Regions from separate parts of the Mus musculus genome. Here region 2 is linked to region 1. A link is a contact called in public HiCAR-type data. All regions are on one chromosome and are shown on one strand. The core of a region is the stretch at or near the end of the contact, and the rest is flanking DNA. Distances in the headings are between cores, read along the strand shown. Region 1 holds the start of Cox6c (cytochrome c oxidase subunit 6C). Region 2 holds the start of Ankrd46 (ankyrin repeat domain 46).

What was found. HiCAR-type assays count read pairs that join an accessible place to other places.
Region 2: a HiCAR-type map of astrocytes shows a contact between it and region 1, with 2.7 times the contacts expected there. The contact joins the promoter of Ankrd46 here to the promoter of Cox6c in region 1. A contact is called at or near these places in 4 of 39 promoter capture datasets (the 3T3-L1 cell line, hippocampal neurons, liver and 1 more), 1 of 484 Hi-C or Micro-C datasets (granulocyte-monocyte progenitors), 1 of 115 datasets of contacts at active chromatin or transcription factors (astrocytes) and 1 of 9 other capture datasets (adipose tissue).

What each region holds. Positions count from the first base shown.
Region 1 is chr15:35,935,980-35,942,480 of GRCm38.p6, reverse strand. Cox6c (cytochrome c oxidase subunit 6C) reads left to right here and starts at 4,235. Exons shown (of 4, transcript NM_053071.2): 1 at 4,235-4,356; 2 at 5,197-5,326. The coding sequence starts at 5,210.
Region 2 is chr15:36,492,857-36,499,357 of GRCm38.p6, reverse strand. Ankrd46 (ankyrin repeat domain 46) reads left to right here and starts at 2,567. Exons shown (of 5, transcript NM_175134.4): 1 at 2,567-2,631; 2 at 3,365-3,481.

The sequences.
Region 1 (6,501 bases), core at 2,986-5,485:
GGGCATCAGATTTCATTAGGGATGGTTGTGAGCCACCATGTGGTTGCTGGGATTTGAACTTGGGACCTTCAGAAGAGCACTTGGCGCTCTTAACCACTGAGCCATCTCACCAGCCCCCAGGATTACTTTTTAAGACAAATAATAAAATAATTGATTTTTTTTACCAGTAAGAGAATTGGCTGAGAAAAAAAATCTTGCCTGCTTATGTTTTATTAATATATAACAAGTTGCTTAAACATGAATGTATGTGGGTTCTTAGGAATAAATTGTCTTTCACTTGTATTACCTTAAACATTCAGTCATGTAAAGGTTTTAGGAAACATGATGTTTTTATTCATTTAGGGAACTCAATGTATTCGATAACTTAAAGAAAAATAGAATGTAGCCCCATTGTACATTTTTGTACTGCTTGAGAGGTTTTGATGGGGGCAAATAAGCTATGGGAGGAAAGAAAAGTTTGTTGGAATTGTGCTTTGCAAGACCCCGACCCTTGGTCAGTGGTACTCCGAGATGATCCTCCCTCCCCAGCCCCCCCAGACACCGAGAGGCAGATCACTGCAAAAGCAAGAGGTTTATTTTCCAGCACATCTGGGTCGGCCTTCAATTAGTCCCTCTAGTCTAAACTCTACCTGGCACTTTTCAGAGGGTCAGGTGACACTCTGAGAATTTTTTTTTTTACTCAAGAATGTTCCTGTGGGTGGAAAATGGAACTTGGCCTGGCCTTGACCTGAGGTGGGTGGGTGTAAGTCTGGCGAAAGCCCCTAGGGCAAGATGGGCAAAACCCTAGCCAAACTTACCAAAAGGAGGAAAGAGAAGACCTAAATTAATAAAAATAAAAGAGGGGGTTACTACAAGTTCCGATGAAGTCCATGGATTACTAGGGACTTTTTGAAAGCATAGTCTAAAAACCTGGAAGATTTAGAAGAGATTAATAGAGTTTTAGACACAAATGATCTACTGATTTTAAAACTAGAGGCTTTGATCAGCGTAGACAGATCCACAGCTGAGGTGAAGGCCGTAATAAAGATCTGCCAACAAGACCCAGGGTAGGCAGTTTATACAAAAGATCCGAAGAGCAGTTAACATCAATGCTCCTGAAATTGTTCCATGAAGTAGAAGAGAACAAACACCTTAGAACTCGTTCCACAAGCCAGCACTATCCTGATTCCAAATCAAGTAAGATACTGCTAGCTATAACACACAGGCAGAGGTGAGCTGCTCTCATGCTATGTGCTAGTTCCAAAATGGCAGTGCTGGTGACAGTGCCATACACAGTAGGACATTGGCTGGGTAAACAGGTGCCTAAATGTGGGATTTTGTTTACCAGGAACCTCCTTTAATTCTACCCTCCTTTAATTCTTTAATTAGTTGGCAAAAGCATCTAATACCAGTCCAATTTGAACAGCCTGTATTGTAAATGTCTCTTTTATTTCTTCTGATAAAGGAATGAGAGGAGAGCTTACCCAAGCTGTGCTAATACACGGCTTGGGCTGAGCCCAGAGTTTCTTTCTTTCTTCAAACTATCCCTAGGCCTATGTCTGAAAGCTTGTAGTCTCGGTTCTATCTAGTCCTCCAATCTGACTGATTCAATCTGGCTTCTGCCTGAATTGCTCATCTTGGCCTCAAACTAACTTTGGAAATATGTTCTAATCTTCGGCTCCTTCTTATTCCCTGGCTTGTTCTGCTTTCACCTGTGACTAGTTTGTTTTCTTCACCCTGTTTCTGTAAAACACGCACCCTTCTTCACTCTCTGGTGGCTTGTGCCCTCCCGCTAATCTTGAGCTGGTTGATTCAGACCTTCTTTTTGCCACAGCCAGCTAGCCTACCTAGGGTGGAGTCTTCCAACCTAGGTAAAGTCTATTGTATGCCACATCTGCAGCTTCCTGCAAGAAGCTACCTGCTGAGCAGCCTGAGCTTGTGGTCCTAGCCAGATCCTTGACAAAGCATCAAGATCCTAGCACGGTGGGGGATGGGTTTCCTCCCTTTTAAAGTTCAGACTCAAAAGCAAACATTGGGCCTTGATCAGAAACTTGCCTTGGTCTCATTATTCTTTTGCCTTCCATCCCATACAGCCCCACCTTTCTTTCAGGAACCCAGTTCTCAGTAGCCACTGGTGGCTACAGCAGCTCTTAAGTAGCCTCTTTTTCCTGAGCTGCTCTCCAGTCTTTGACTCATTCTGTCAAATCTTTCTCTGAGTTGGCACTTTGTCTGCCCTTCAATTAGACTTCACTTTCAAACATGGCTGCTTCCTTCTACAAATGATCTGAGACTAGATCTTTTGGGTTCAGACTCCATCTTAGAGAACCTAAGCTAAGGTTGAACTCAAATTAACTAACAGGCCAGTACCTAGCATCAGTTTCCAGATTACACTCAACAACAAGATCTTCCACTAACACCAGTTTCCAGGTTCCTGCCCCTGACACTTCACTTCCTAACAACCACTGATCCGGAGGAAAGCAGAAGTTACGTTTGTGGTTTGGCTCTGAACAATTATGTTAAAGGCCATAATGGCCCCCTAGCCAGGTGTGTACCAAGCTAGATAAACCCCCCCCCTTTTGCCTCTATAAATGCTTGCCTGAAACTGGGCTTTGGGCCCCCTCCCATTCTCCTGCATCAGAGAAGGTGGTATGTATAGCCCAAGCTCAAGCTTGAATAAAGGGACCTTAATGTAATTGCATCGGAATCAGCTCCTTGGTGGTCTTTTGGGGGTTCATGAATGATTCCTGGCACAGCAGAACCTTACCTTCATTGTTAGGGACTAAAGGTGTTCACTAAGGGCGAGTCTGTTTTTTTCCAGCCAAATCATACTGTAATCTAGGGTGTCTACATTTGGCTGGATCATATACGTCTCAGTCTCCTTGTTGCTGGATTAAAATTCCCCTACATTGTATCAGTTCAAAGAACGCTCAGACTGTTCACTGTCATATAAAATCTGCTTGAAGGCTAAAGTTGTATTCTAAGTTTAAATTACTGGGCTTAAGAGATCTATCAATCAAACATGCCTCTAACCTGTAAGCCTCACTTGCCCAAGGGCAGATAATCTCTGGAGTGCTGGGGGCTGTTACTTATGTAAGATAGTGAACTATGGTGTTTTCTCTTCTGTAAACAACCTCACTTGCCCCAACTTTACAGGATAAGCTTGATCACACACAGGTGGAGGTAGGCTGGAGGTTCATAAGGAAATACATTGGGATCTAAGCGTGCCCCTGATTGGACGAAGGTGGGAAGTACTGACCCTTTGGGGGTTGCCTTTATAAGCCTCTGACTGAGTTGTAATGTGGCGATGTATTTTGGGATTCCTAGGTATGCACCTGACAGTGTCCACTGAACTGGCCAATGCTTAATAAAGCTTGTTTTAAATTTGGTTCAAAACTTACAGTAGCCGTTTTCACTATTCTCACCGGGTGGGATTAACCGTAGCCCTGGTACTCTGATCCCGTGAACCTTTCTTTGTAACCATGGGTTCAGTTCAGTGGTTTCACACCTTCAGTTATTCTCCATATAGTGTGATGGTGCATGTGTCACTGCTCAAGCAGGGTTCCTAAGCCCTCTCAAACCCTGCATATATATAAAGTAGGCTTACTCAGCTGACTTAAGTAACACCTGTGAATCTAGTTGATGTCACTGAAGTAAGATAAACGTCCCAAGGCACGAAAAGTCATCTTTAGTCGGCTTTCCAAAAACATCCCTGTTGTTCCCGTTCACACGTTATTTTTTATTAAGAACCCGACACAAATACCCATTACGATTTGTTAAGCAGATCATTGAGTCTGGCAGTGGAGTGGGATCACATCTCTAGTTTGTTCCACAGCATCGGTTCTAAAATTACATGTTAAACTCTGAAATTGGCCTTTCTCGCTCTTTGCCAAAAACCAAGCGTTTATTGTGCCGAGGTAGTTGTAATGAAAATGCTTATTCATGTGGTTTGGGCAATCCTTTGACACAAATGTCATGTCCCCCAAGATATGCCTTTTCTCAAGGTTGGGCATTTAGAAAAAAAAAGCTCTCAGATGATGTAGTGCCTTTATAGAGTATATTATTTTTTCCCCACATGTGAAATATATACGAATTCCTTAATAAGTTCACAACACCGGACAAGATTAATATTTGTAATTTACTGAAGAAACCTTTGTAGGTAGTCAGGACTCGTTTTCAAGGTCCTGTTTAGGGAAAAAAAAAAAAAAAAAAGACATAGTGTAACTGGCATAAATTTCAGCTGTGACCGGCTGGATGCGCGCTTGAATACTTTTGGACTCCTTAGGCCACCGTCGCCGGGTCCTCCATCGACTCTTGCGCATGCGTGCTGCTGGAAGGCTCTCCGTTTCTCCGAGAACCGGGAAGGACGTTGGTGTAGAGGTGAGAATGGTGGAGAGAGAGAGGAGATTCTGGGGTTTGACAACTGCGGGTTTCTCGGCTTCTCGTGGGGGCGGCGAACTAGGATGTCTTGCACGTCACAGCCCAGTGGAGCCTCGGGCCTGCCTTCCTCGTGGGCGCGTTGCCCCCGCCGCGTCCTCAGGAGGCTGCGGGCCTGACCGGCCTGAACTCGGGCGGCCCCGCCATCTCCCCGCGTGCGCTCTTAGGGCTCCGGAGGAGCTCTGCGGAGCCTCAGGGTCTCGCTGGTGGCCGGCCGGGCCCGTTTCCCCTTGTATTTTGCCGCGGCCAGGTTGACCTTGATTGGGTCGTTTGACCTGCGGGGGCTGGTGCTCCAGTTGGATAAGGGGTGCGACCTTGGAGGGGACTCAGGCACCGAGGGGCCCCGGTGGTCGGCCTGGTGTGGGAGTAGAATTGGGAAGCTGGAGGGTCCCCGATCTGTCGCGCCTGCTCCACCGGCCCTCGGGGCGCTTGCTGGGCTCTAGTCCCACAGCTTCAGTGACCTGAGTTCTCCCCGAAGGCTTTTCTTCCTAAGGGTGAATTCTGAAAAGGCAACAGCTAGGTCGCATCTGCCTTTCTGTGGATGGGGGACACTTTTGTCATGGTTTTTGCTCATCGGTTTGTTGCTGGTTACCGCCTTGTTGCGGGTAGTGGAAATGCGTAGGAGAGGAGCGGGCAAAGATGAAGTTGCCAAAGTCATTGACCTTGCAGGAGGGGTTAGGCCGCGATTGTAGATACTAAACTACGTTGTGCATGTAGAGTTCATTCAATCACTTAACCTGTTACAAGCCTTTTTTTTTTCCCCTCCTTGTTTTACTCGCAAAGGACATTGGCTACCATGAGTTCCGGTGCGCTGTTGCCCAAACCACAGATGCGTGGTCTTCTGGCCAAGCGTCTGCGGGTTCATATTGCTGGCGCATTCATTGTGGCCCTGGGAGTTGCCGCTGCCTATAAGGTATGTGCTTTAGGTCACAAGCTGTTCGTTTAAAACATTATTTTTTAAACCTAGTTAAGAGCTGTTTAAAAAAGAAACTCTATCTTCAAGATATTTCCCTCATTTACCTTCCAAAGGCTTCAACGTAACAGAAACCCTATCTTCAAATGAAAATGCGCCACAGTCATTACAGGTTCCCTCTTCCCAGGTATCAAGGTAAAGCTGACAACCAAGAAATCTGATGTTATAATTTACTCTAAGTCTGGAGATCTGAGCACCAAGGGAATGTTGGTATACTACCCAATACAGAAGCCTTGAGGGGAAAGTGTTAGCAGTTTTAACTGCTTATCCCAGTGTCCTGGTACAAGTCCCAGGGTTGGAAGTCTAGGAGGTTTGGTGTCTGTTGGGAAAAGAAGATGGGTGTACCTAGCTCAAGAAGATTGAAAATGTGTCTTGGGGTTAACCTTTTTTTATTTGGTCCTTTTATGCATTGGGTGACCTGTTTACACTCTGAAGTGGATCACTGTTGGCCAAGTTTCTTCCAAAACCAGCCTCATAAAACTCTAGCTGTCTGAACATCATTTAGCCCTGTCATGTAGATGCTAACTTAACTATTATATATAGTGTGGGCTTCAACAGACTTTAGAGAGTGGCACTGAGGAACCTCCCTTTGGTTCTTTTATTGGATGACATTGGGATTTGAAAAGGAGGAGGAACAGTAAATTTACTTCTGTGTTGCTTCATTAGATAGCAGGATTCTGTGCATTTCTGTAGCCCCTCACCTGTGGACTAGTACGCACAGGTGTACTGTGTTCTGTGCACGATGAGTGAACCTGGGAAGATGAGCTAAACCGTGTTTTATATTCCAGACGTGGATTTGGATCACCAAATGCCAGCCGTAGCTGTGGCTATTGCTTAACCTTTGATCTATTGCTTTAACTCCACCTGGTCTCTCAAATACCATTCCTTCCCTCTGTGCTGACCATTCTGTATGTAAGACACAGCCACATGAACATAGCTCTTCCTGATCTTTTTCTTTGTGTTAGCAGTTTTATTAATAAAGGCCTTCCTTTCAAGTAATCAGCCATCATTTTGGATTCCATTCCCTAATTTGCAAAATGACTCAGTTCTTGTTTAAGTGTAAATTCCCTATAACTTTCTGGCATTTTCTTATATCTTTTAAATTTGCTTTAAAC
Region 2 (6,501 bases), core at 1,318-3,817, 560 kb before region 1:
TCTTGTGGAGGTGCTGAGAATTCAAGGGTAAACGTGGGACTCTGTAACACAGATCGATCCTTCGCTATCACCACAGGAGCCATACACGTGGTGCCCTCTAACTCCGAAGAATAAATATGGAGTCTCAGAATAAACATTTATCCAAACACATCACTGCTGTCTTTTCCTCAATGGAAAAGGCTCCTTTATTCCATTATCTTATCCCAGTTGGAACTTGCAACCAAATGTATCTGTGGTGACGAATACACAGAGGGACGTTTTCCTGATTAAAGTCTAAGATCAGACACAGATGGCAGCCTTTAAATGTCCGCTTCCCCACAGTCTCCAGAACCTACACACATGCAGCTCTGCGTAGTGTCTTAGTTTCTTTCTCTGTTTCTGTGATAAAGAAAGGTGACAAAGAAAGCTTGTGGAATGAAAAGCTTAGTTTTGGCTCATAGTTCAGGGCACAGTCCATCTCTTCAGAGAAGCTGTGGCCATAAACGCTTGAGACAGCTGGTCAGAGTGCATCCACAGTCAGGAAGTGGACAGCAACGGGTGCCTGCTTCTGCTCAGTTCCCTTCTCTGTGGACACAGGCCAAGGTCACAGCCAGGGAATGGTGTTGCCCGAAAAGGATGGGTCTTCCTAGTTCAGTTAATGTAACCAAGATAATGCTCTCCAGGCCCACCCAGGGCACCTCCTGGGTGACTCTAGACGCCATGTAGATAGTGTCACTCCAGGGAAAGGGGACTTTTCGAGAGTGATCATCCAAACGAGGGTCCTGAGATGAGGAGATCATTCTAGAGCATCTAAGAGTCTCCCACAAAGCACAGGAGTGTGATAAGATGTGAGAGAAAGTCTGAGAAGATTCTGGCATGGAGGCGAAATCCAGGGAAGAGAAAAGGCATCGAATGGAGGAATGGCCACAGCAGGGGGACAGAGGTGGCTTTAGAAGCTGAGTAAGGTAGGGAGTTTCTGAAGAGCCTCGAAAAGCAATGTAGCACTTGGATTTTAGCAGGGTGATAACACTGTGCGCCTTCCTGGCATGTAAAATGACTAAATATAATCTTTGATTTATGGTCACTCCCATTAAGTATCAAGATATTGCTGGGATATAAAAGTATCATCTATGAAGATGTTCAGTCTTCACTGTGTCAAGTCCGCAGACATGGGGACAAGGATTCAGAGAGCACAGGCAACTCACAGTCCATTTCCTTAATCTCCTCAGAGGAAGAAAAAAAGCTGCCTTCACAGTCCTTACATTTTCCCCATTGATCAGAAGCCATAATTCGTGAAGAAGAAAAGATAAATTAGAATACAATCAATAAACTCTCAAGTTGTTTGATACACCAACCGGGGAAGAATAAATTGTAAGAATAGAATTATCATTTAAATTACCCAATGATTTGGCACAGTGCATGGGCATATATGAAGATATTATGGACTTAGCCACTGACAAATTGATTAATGTATCCCCAATTTACAGAATATTTATAGTCAGTCACTGCACAAGTAAATGTTAAATAGCTAAAGATGATTGGCAGCCCTGGGGATGGCTGAGCTCACCCTGCCCTGGTGTGTGGCCTGTGTGTGTATATGTGCACAGGCCCATGCATTCACAAACATGAGTGTGCAAACACTTAACATGCACTTGCACATGGAGACCAGAGGTCAGCCTCAGGTGACATACCTTAAGAGCCAATCATCTTGATTTTTTTTTGAGAGGACTCTCATTAAAGCCCATGAATAGCCCAGGCTGGCAGACTGGTCAGGGGGACCACTGAGACCCAGCTATCTCCTACTAGCCAGAACTTGGATTACCACATGCCAGCATGCTTGGCTTTTTATGTGGGTTCTGGGGTGACTTCAGGACCTTATGCTTGCAATGCAGGTCCTTTACCAACTGAGCTATCTCTCCAGCCTTCTTATAATCCTTAAATGAAAGGAATATGAGGTTTCCTTAAGCCAGGCAATACTCCTATACATCTATTTGACATTGCCGGGGGCTGGGGGCGGGAGGACGACTTAGATGTAATTCTTGAACAGACAACACCCTACAGGGTCATCTGGTGGGTTGGATGATACTAGAATTTGTAGAACAGTGTTTAAAAGAAGTCACCTTGGCTATATGACTGGAGTTGAGAGAGAGAGAGAGAGATAGAGAGAGAGAGAGAAGCTCTGTGAAAGAATGTTCCATATATGGGTGTATCATCATTTTCACATGTCATGATAAGTCAAGGAACCCTTATAAGTGGGTGTAAGCATTCACTCTGAATAATAACTCGGCAGGATTATAGCTTAGAGTAGACTTGTCAGCCATTATTTGCTAACTTGTGGATTCAGATTTTAAACACCTCCCCTGCAGCCCTAAACTAATAAATTAATGCGCGTGGCACTTAATATATTTGTTTCTGCCTTTTAAATTTCTACTTAGTTGAGGGAATGGGATGTATGTTTTTTAAAAGGGGTGAATGTGCGCGATGCTGGCTAGAGGCCGAACCGCCATGAGAGCCTCCCGCCTGCAGGGGGCGCGCCGCCGCGGGGTGCGAGGCCGCTCTGCCCTCGCGAGCTCCACCTCTGTGGTCGTCCGCGCCCCGCCTGTCGCCGCTGGAGAGGAGGAGCTGCTGCCATCACTGCTGCCGCGGGCGCAGGTACCAGGGCCGGGGCCGTGGGCAGCAGCTGGGCGGGAGCCGGTGACAGCTCCTCTGAGGGCCGTGGAGCCCGGCGCGGGTCCGAGCGGCTTCCGCGCGGGCGATGCTGGCAGGAGGGCCCGGGTCAGGCCTGGGAGCTTGCGCGGATGATGCCCGCGGGTATTCGCGGGTCTCAGGCAGCCCACGCCCCAGCCCGATGGCGGCGTCCTTCCCAGGCAGGGATTCAAAGCATAGCTAGGAATTGTCAACACCTTAGCGGTTCACGAGGAGACCGAAGCCCGGGCGTGCGTGGGCGCTGTGGAGGTGCGTGTGATCTGTCCGGACTGTCACACTGCCCAGGGTATCCGCGGAGAGAAAAGATTTGCACACTTTGCGCTTAGGCCTCAGGTGATCATGAACTTTCACACTTGACACGCGTCGTTAAAACGCAGTTGCTTCCTCTCCGGATTTCCCAACAACCGTCTTAGGGAGAAGACATTTATTTTAACAGCGTTCCACAGACTCTAGAATTGGCTGCGGAATGTAATAAGTGTGTGTTATTGAAGAGTAAATAACACTGCCCACTCTTCAGAACGTGGCATTAGTACTTAGGCGCTTCCCAAGGTGCCATCAGTGGTGTGGTGATTTTTCATGTTACAGTAACAGCTGGCTATCTTCATGTCAGATATTGTGCCTAATGGTCCTTTTTAAAATCTTTGCAACAACCCTGACAAGTACCATCTCTGATTTGCAGATAAAGAAGCTGAGGCACAGAGTCTTAAGTCAACCTGTCCAAGCCCAGACAGTTGGCAGACTAAGTGGGACCGGAGACGCCCAAGACTTCACGCCAGCATCCCTTTACCTTGCAAAGGTAGTAGTGTTCCTTAAGATTTTTGTTTATTGATAGAATTCGTAGCCTGAACTGGTTTCTCTTAGACTTATGCTTATGGAGTATGCAAGAGCCTGTGCCACTGTCCTTTTAGTTTCAAGGGAGTTTAATGAGAAATGCATTTGTTCTTTAAGCCTTGTAGTGATAATAAAGTTAAATGTCCTGGATTCTTACTGTTTCAGCATAGGTTGATTTGATGGAGGAGTGCGTCTGTGATTGTCTATCCACATTAGCTGTGTGTTGGTTAGTTGTATTTTCACAGCAGTTCTAGTGAGTGTACCTTGCACACATAGCATTCTGCCAAGCAGAAAGATTCCCCGACTCCTACAAGAAGCTAGTGTCTCACAGGATACCAGAGAGACGTGGGAGAGAACTGCTACGTGGTGAGGAACGAAGGATACACAGCACAACCTGTAAGCAAACTGAGCTAGTGACTGCAGGATCAAGGGTTTGCACTGTGAGACTGGGGATGTGATTTCCCAGTCCCAGAGACTGGGGCGTTAGAGTCTAACTAAGTTCCTTTACTATTGCGGAGACAAAGACAGAGGACTCCAGTCTGTCACCATGGAGAAGTGATGGTGACAGGGACTTGAGGCAGCTAGTCGGATTGCAGCTTTGCAGGTCACAAATCCCCCGTAGGCGTGTCCATAGGCCAACCTAACCTAGACACTTCCTCTGACACTCCCTTCCCGGGGCTTTCTCCTTCTGACAACCAAAGCTAACCACCACCGAGTCCCAATTTGCTTAGCTGTATTAGGATTTAATGTGTTAGGATTTCATACACTAGGATTTAATTCATTAGGATTTAAGAGTTGTGTTGTCCAGAGCTGCATGAGATGTGTCAGCACAAGCCTTTAATCCTAGTACGAGGGAGGTAGAGGCAGGCAGATCTCTGAAACTTAGAGGCTAGCCTGGTCTACATAGAGGACAGCCAGAGCTGTTACACAGAGAAACCCTGGCTCATACTGCCCCTCCCACCCCATAAAGAGTTGCGTTGCCAGGGTTCATACAGCTGACCCACAGCCTGATTTTCATGGTGGGGCAATTCTAAGAACCAGGGGTAACCTAAGTCCTTGATCTAATGGAGTTAATGTCCCCTGCAGGAAGATGGGGATAATAAAGTGATCTGCTTAAAAGTGGAAATAAATCCAGCTAGATGGTAACAATGACTAAGAAGAGCAAAGCAGGGCAGGGGTAGGCCGTGCTGGGAGAGGAGCTTAGACAGCTTTACAGTAGGAAATCATGTCCGAGAGAATGCTCTGAAGTGATAGTGATGGTGCAGGCAGGGGCAAGGGTCAACAAACGAGGGCACAGCAAACACAGAAACCTAGAGAACACCAGCCTGCTGGAGGACTCACAAGGAGCCTCTGGGTTTGAGCAGAGCGTGTCAGGGAGGAGTGAAGCTAGAAGCCTGGTGGATGCAAGTAAAGACGGACGTCTCCGCAGGCAGGAGGAGGTGGTCGGAGTGCTCGGATCAGCAGAGCAGCAGGGCTGACTTAACGTGTTCAGGCTGACTGTGAGACCAAAGACGGAGTCAGAGAGACGGAAGCACCATAGCCCTTCATTATTCCCGCGGATATAATCCAAGACCTCCATGAACACCTGGAACCTTGGATAGTACCAGGTCCTCTATATAGAGTGCTGTTTTTCCTTTATATACATGTACATGATAAAATTACCTGTAAGAGGTTATTAACAGTAACAAAATAGGACAATAAATAGCATTATGCTATAATAAAAGTTACATGAATTGGTCTCTGCCTATTTAAGAATATATATTGTATGTCCATCTCCTTAAGGGGTTTGAGGTGACAAGATGTCTGCATGGTGAGATGAAGCGAGGTGAATGGTAGAGGCATTTCCACAGGAGCCAGAAGCATTGCGTTGCCAGTGCTGTGGCAGCTGATCTGATAGTCTGGATGGTGGCTAAATGCCCGTGGTAAACACAGGGCCTGCTACACAGAGAGTGATACATGCCCAGGCTGGGACAGAGCTGGAAGGCCGGAGAACTGATGAATTCTTTCTGCAGTTTCCCATCTATGTCCCGGACTATGATTGACTGTGGGTTGTTGAAAGCAACAAAAGTAAAGCCATGAATAAGGGCTCTGTGTAGTAAGAGCAGTCATGTTCGAGAAAACGATGTGCTGACTACTGAAAGCACATGTGGGGGTAGGTGGCACACGAAGCAGAAGTTGGGTTTAGTCATAGTTGAGATGCCTGCTCAGATACATCAGGAGAGACTAGGATTCAAGACAGAGGAAGTTATCAGGAAGATGGGGCATTGGCCAGTTGAGGAGAGGAAAGATGTATTTTCCTCGTAACTTAGAGATTGTAGTGTATAGTCCTTGTTCTGCTGCTTCTAGAGCTACTGTGAAGCAGAACACCACGGGGCTGGGGACAGGTGGCAGGGCTGTTCACCTCATGGTGACAAGAAGCAGAGAGAGAGAGAGAGTCACATGCTTGCAGTGGTCACTTCCTCCAGGTGGACCCACAGCTGAAAATGTCACAGTCTCTCCAAGTAACCCCAGCCGCTGGGAACCAGGCCTCCAGTACCTGAGCCTTTGGGGGACACTTTGTATCCAAACCATAGTAGGTATGGTTAAAGGCAGGAGACTAAGGAACTGAGCACTGAGCCATGGAACCTTTATGCTCAGTCATTGAAGGACACGGGGAGAAACTGTGGAATCGTTGAGGGAAGGGAGTGCAGGGACCGGCTGTGTCACCCGCTCACTGGATGAGCCCTGTGGCAGACATAAAAGTGGCAGATGACAAGGTGGTTGTACGAACAATGTTGGGATGTTTGCTATACAAGAAATGAAGAACTCTGTTATGGAACAGAGGCAGGTAAGACTTTGTGGCATCGCAACCCTGCTTGAATGGAGTAGAGAGTGGGAACAGACACGAACAGCAACGTGTTATGTGCTGGAGCTACGCTGCCTGTAACAGCTGAGACCATATGTCTGTTTACATATTAAAAGTAACATCCCTGGCTGTACTAAGTG